2 separate regions of the Hordeum vulgare genome follow, and region 1 is linked to region 2. A link is a contact called in public Hi-C data. All regions are on one chromosome and are shown on one strand. Each heading gives the region's core, a stretch centred on a gene start, on an enhancer-like site or on the middle of the called end of the contact. The rest is flanking DNA. Distances are from core to core; before and after follow the strand shown.

Region 1 (2,867 bases), core at 269-2,768, 520 kb before region 2:
GACGGCCGCTCGGGTTATCTTCAACCGATTTGGATGGCGTGCTAATAATAGGCTAGGTGTATAGGCATCATAGTCTGTTATCAGTTGAGCCGGATGGGCAATTTATTTGTTTAATTTTTGTACTCAGGTTCAGAGATTTGTGGACAACACATACTTTACGTTTATTTTTAATAATATGGCTGCATGCATTGATTGATGCAGAGGCCGGAGGCTCGTTTCCTCCTTTTCAAAAAAAAACCTGCGGAAAGATAATTCCATCTAATACGTAATATGGTGCCGAACTGCAATGATAAATCCAAACTTGTAATGTATGCAAGCTGCTATGAAATTCCACCGGTACAATTTCAATCTTCACAAAAAAAAGACCCATGCCGACAATTCTACATAAATTGAACGCGTAATCACGCAACCTCATCAATGATACATATTCTTACGAAGGAAGAACATGATGCTACCGCTTTTGGAGTGGTAAGGACAGAAGAATAAAGCCTGACGCGAGGTGTGAAATTCAGGGTGGCCTGACAATGAGGATTTCTTTTTGAAAGAGAGGGCGCTAAACAAGTCCAGGGATGCCCTATTTCAATTATAATTTGAAAGATCATTCCGGTGCATTGTTGACCGACAGCTAACGGCAAGAGGCTGACACGCAGATATTTGCAAAGCTGCGCTAAAAAGGCAAAACAGAAGTCAGTCATGCCTCGTTCCATTTCCTTAGCCTCACGGACGGGTCGACCTGACAGGGTCGCCTCCATGTCATGCGGCGCCGACGACCTAGACTGTTGCTGAAAGCGACGCTGGACCGTCCATTTCTACCGTACCCAACCCTGGTCAAATCCAGTGCCATACGCGACCGCACGCGGTGTGCTCTGCTTCGTCGGCACGTCCATACTCTGTTCCTCGCGTGTGGGAAAAATCACGGAGTGACATTCATGGTTACCTGGGCCACGAGGAGCGGGTAGGAGGAGATGCCCCCGGTGAAGTCGACCGCGGGGATGAGGCGCTTGAGGTCCATGGTGGGCGCGAAGTCGCCGAAGTCGTCGACGGTGCCGTCGGGCGCGTCGGCCTCCACGAAGAGCACCCCTTCCGCGTTGCAGTCGATCTCCACGCGCCCGTCCTCGTCGCGGGCCAGCCGCCCCGCCATCGGGTAGAAGGGCACCAACGCCTCCGCCAGCGCCCGGCGCATCCGCTCCGCGTCGAAGTAGCGGTCCGCCTCCTCCTCCCCCGCGCCGCGCCGGAAGAAGTAGACGCTCGGGGTGTGGAACCGCGGCACGACCAGGTCCGGGTTGGCGTTCCACAGCCGGAGCCGCGGCGTCTCCTCCGCCGGCACCACGACCGTCGATCCCCGTACCGTGATCTTCATCTCCGCGGATGCAGATCTGGCGGGCAGACAGACTACTAGGCGCAAGAAAAACGAGCGATGTACGTGGAACGCGCGTGGGAGAAGCAACAGCGGCGATGATTAAAATTAAAGCAGGGCGTTTGGTAGCTCTTGGTGGAGAGCTGGTGAGCTAGCGGGGGTTGGCGCGGGTTTTATAGCCGGCGAGGCGGGATGGCGCGACTTGTCCTCGTTCGCCTCCACTTTATTATTTTGCCCGATTGCTTCGTGGGAGGAGCTGGTGACGGGTGGGGAGTTGGTGGGATGGATGACCAGGCTCGGAAGCGGGACCCTTTTCGTTCATCGGTGGACACGGTCCAACCTACCGAACCGTGGACGCGCTACCGGTGATCTACACATCAGCGTGATCTGTCCACCTCTATCCGCTGCATCACCACTGACAGCAGCTTCCGGTTTTGGGAATTCCTCAGCTGCCCCTAATAATTCATACTTGGGCGAAAATGCTATGCAGCGGCCAATGATCTTGGACGAGCATCATTCCCCTGTTTTAATACCCCTCGAATCTAGTAAATTAGAGCATCTACACCCGAATTCGGTAAATCTGGCTTTTTATATGACCGCGGACGCGTGTTGTGCACGTTTCACCGACGTATTTGGATGGTCCTTGGTATTTCGCTCCTCGCATTCGCATATCTCAAATTAAACTCTCAAGATCATACAAAACCGATCACGGAAACCATTATCGCACGTGAATAATAAATGTTAGTATTGAATATAAATAGTGTTTATATCAAATTTATTTGAAGTACACAATCAATCATGTACTCTTTGGTTTCCATTATGGATCCACATGTGCTTTACTAGATCATTAAGTAGTTGCGTGTGTATTTGATGATCTCAGAGATTCTGATGCATGTGCACAAAGTTCATAAGCTAAGCGACATCTGACCTTCCGGGATTTCATGTTGTTATCGAGGTGCTTCAAAATCATTTGTTTGAGCTGCAACACCACCCTCATCCTTGACAATCATATCGTGTAAACTAACACAACATGTCATGAGCTACCATAAAGTTTCTGATTGCCACATCATTGCAGCCCCACGAAAAATTCATAAAAAATCCGACCAAAAAATGTGTTGAACACATCCAGTGCAAGGCGGAACCGGGGAGTTGCCGGACCTACCGCGGTGGCTTCCGGGCCGGCGGCGACGACCCCGTGGCGAGGACGGGATGGAGGACTACTCTACCGGAGCTGGCGGAGCACAAGCTAGAAATGGATGTGGAGCGCGCGCGACGATGAAGTTGCAATACTGACGGCGGGGAGGAGGAAGAAGAGAGGAAAGAGCAAATGGATCCAACAGTTTTGCGGGGTAAATTTGGTGCAATTTACGACGGAGTAGGTCTATCTAGTCCGACGTGGCGGGCGTGCCCATATCTGCCCGTATCTGGGTTGTGCAAATGAGGGGTGCTGGTCAGCTCAGGCGTTTGAGGCACCCGGCTCGGTCGAAATTTCATGACCGGTGAGTGAACA
Region 2 (3,002 bases), core at 159-2,658:
CGCCTTCGACCAAGGGGGAGCCCTCCCGCGCCCCTGCCGAAGCCCGCCGTCCGCGAGACGGGCCCGCACCGTCGTGGCGAGGCGCGAGGAAGCCGGCCCCGCCGCTCCCATGGCCGCGGCCGCCATGCTCGCCGGCGCGCAGTCGCGGCACGCCATCTTCCGCGAGGAGCTCGTGAAGAGAGCCTACTACACGGCCGATGAGGCCCACCGCGGGCACTCGAGCCAGCCCGCGGCTACAGGTTCTGGTCTCCTCTGAAGTTCAGCTAGCACTGATTTGGAGAACAACACACAACTACTCGAGAATGTCGATAAGAGTGGCTACTGAAGCAGCCCCCGTCGGCGCCACTAGGCTGCTTGCTGCTCGCGCCGTCTCCACGCGCGCCATAGCTGCACAGCCCGCCGTCCTGCTCGGGACGCTGAGAATATCCGCGGCATGCGACGTCTAGTCTCTAGACGATCTGCGACACTCTGCGTCAAGGAGATCGGTGAAGCAGTCTGCATTGACGAGATCACCCGGTATTCTAGGTGGCCGGTACGCTGTCCTCCGCTTCAAAGTGTCAACTGAAATTTGGATATTACGTGTATATGCATCAGGGCTGGTTTGGTCTTTTCCAATGCTTATAAATGTTAAAGGAAAATGAAAATAAAAAATAGGAGGAAAGTGGCATGATAATTAAGGAGCCAACGAGCTAAGTGGCAAATGTGCGAAGTCAATCTTGAAAATGATAATTTTAAGAATCCATATATTGAAAGTGGCAAATTTCCAATTTTCTCCTCGGTAATTGATGCAGATTGCGGTTTTGATATTTTCTCGGGAAAGCTAGCTACTATTGTTTGCTATTTTGTTAGTCCAACAAGGATTCCACAAAAAAGAAAATCTGAGTAAACTTCCATCAGTTAATGAGTCTTAGTTTTGCTCCGTTACAGTTCTGTTTTACTTTTATGGTTACAACTGAACTAGAAGATTTGATTCACACTTTAGTTAATGCAGATGAGATGAAAAGGTTGACTGCATGAGTTTTTTTCATTACAGTGATGTGGTCCTTTGTTAAAGGATTCGATGCATCTCGATAAATTCTAAGCTATATTGTATTTTTTATGTTTCTAGATACCCAAGCAAGGGAGACAAAGATAATGGATAGAGTAAGAAGAAGAAAAGTGAGTTAAACGTGAACAAAAATCCGTAATGCTATCTGACATGCACAAGGATCCTAAGGATACATATTTGACATGTTCGATAATACTGCACCATTAGAATATCTATGCCTTCGAGTCCGATTCTCGGCCCTTGCATTCTCCCGTTGCAACGCACGGGCTCTTTTGCTAGTTAGTAAGTAAAGAAAAAGGTAAAAACCGTGGACGTGGACCTATCCAGACAGAGTCGCAGTGTCGCACGGCCCAGTCCAAGCTAACATCACCCCACTTAACCCTAGAACATCTTCCGGACGCCTCCCTCGCTCTCGCGTTCTCGGCAAACCAGCGACGGCGACCGCTCTTCACGGCTGCCCCCCTTCTCCCGTCGGGCATCGGCGGATTTGCGCGGGCCGCTATCCTCTTCTTCCCGATAGTTCTTCCTAGCCATGGTGAGCCCCCTGTCCTCTCTTTCGTCTAGGTGCTCTCCTTCCCTGTATTACCATCGCAGCAGAATCGGATTTGGACGGCCACTGAGGTCAAGTGAAGTTCCCTTCGAACGCTAGGTTATTTGGTTGTACTCCTAGTTCGGAGAGGTTGCAGTCTTGTTCGTAGATTGGAGGAGTTAGTAGAATTTAAACTCTTGTCTCCTTTTGTTTTTTCGCTATAATGCACTGCCTGCTGCTGGCTATTTAGGGTACATCTCCATGTTTCCAGCTTGTAGTATTTTGAAGCATATACATAGTTAGAAGAAAGAGCAGGTGTTAATTGTGTGTCTTGCCACCACCTTGCGCTTTTCTGACCAAAACCCATGCACATGCGCAGATTAAGCAATATTAAGCGCGTTGCTATCGCCTAGAGCCTAGGCATGCCTTTTTTTTCTTTTAAACTATGAGCATATCGAAAAGTAGGTTATATATTGCGTTGTATATATATATATATATATAGCGATGCCCCCTGTGTCGGGCACATATTTGTCTGTGCCATACAATACATCTTAGAAATGTAGCCTTTTGGGTTTTAAGCTGAGAAAAGGGACTGGGAGGATGCGTCGAGCCGTGGCCTATCCAAGCTGTCGATGGTCACCTAGTTAACATAGGGAACATACACTACTACGAATATTTCTGCTAAGGTTTGAGCCCATCCTCGGAGAGGATTCAGATCCTTTTCTCTCTTTTGAAATTCCATAGATATAGATGTCTTGACTGCCAAATCCGAATCATCAGAACAACTTGATTCCGTTGATTCCTTGTCCATTTTTCATATAGTCTTTTCTTTCTTTGTAGTCAAGTAATAATGTTTGGTATAAAGAAGGCCTAGATAATGTGCATTGCTTTTGAGTTTAATTTGAAGTAACTACCTTCCATGTTTCTCCTGTAACCTACCGTTTAGGGGCGGTTGTGTCTTGGGTGTCTGGACCAGCATGTTCAGTGTGTATATATTTTCTTTGAAGATTGGCGGCGACCGAGAAAAAAATCACTTTCTTCGTCGAGTTCTTGGAACTCAGCCCATATCTTTCACGATCGACCAATTCCCGTCATGCCACAACACTTCACTCGACAAAATCGTGCATATATTGGCCGGCCGCCTAACATACCTTTTAGATTATATACAACATTGGGTTGTGAAATAAAGTATACTCGCCATTCTTTCAAAAATGGCGAATCTCATGCCGGGTACTTGTCAATGTAACATAGCTTCAAAAAAGAGCCTTTTGACTCAAATATAAAGTTGGCTGCGGTACAAAGTATTTTGTCTGTGGTGTTCCCCCCCTACGTGTATTTCGCCCGAAGTACGTTCTCTATGGTCTATGAGCATGTAGGCAATCAGGGCATATTATTGAGCAAGTTAATTTCAGCAAGGAAAGGAAA

Evidence for each region. A called contact is a pair of places that touch in the nucleus more often than the background predicts.
Region 1: a Hi-C map of seedling shows a contact between it and region 2, with 5 times the contacts expected there. The contact joins the promoter of LOC123401798 here to the promoter of LOC123404040 in region 2. A contact is called at or near these places in 2 of 6 Hi-C or Micro-C datasets (leaf and seedling) and 1 of 1 datasets of contacts at active chromatin or transcription factors (embryo).

Annotation. Positions count from the first base shown.
Region 1 is chr6H:353,708,460-353,711,326 of MorexV3_pseudomolecules_assembly, reverse strand. LOC123401798 (hydroxycinnamoyltransferase 2) reads right to left here and starts at 1,518. Exons shown (of 2, transcript XM_045095647.1): 1 at 938-1,518. The coding sequence starts at 1,360.
Region 2 is chr6H:353,184,350-353,187,351 of MorexV3_pseudomolecules_assembly, reverse strand. LOC123404040 (enhancer of rudimentary homolog) reads left to right here and starts at 1,408. Exons shown (of 4, transcript XM_045097951.1): 1 at 1,408-1,583. The coding sequence starts at 1,581.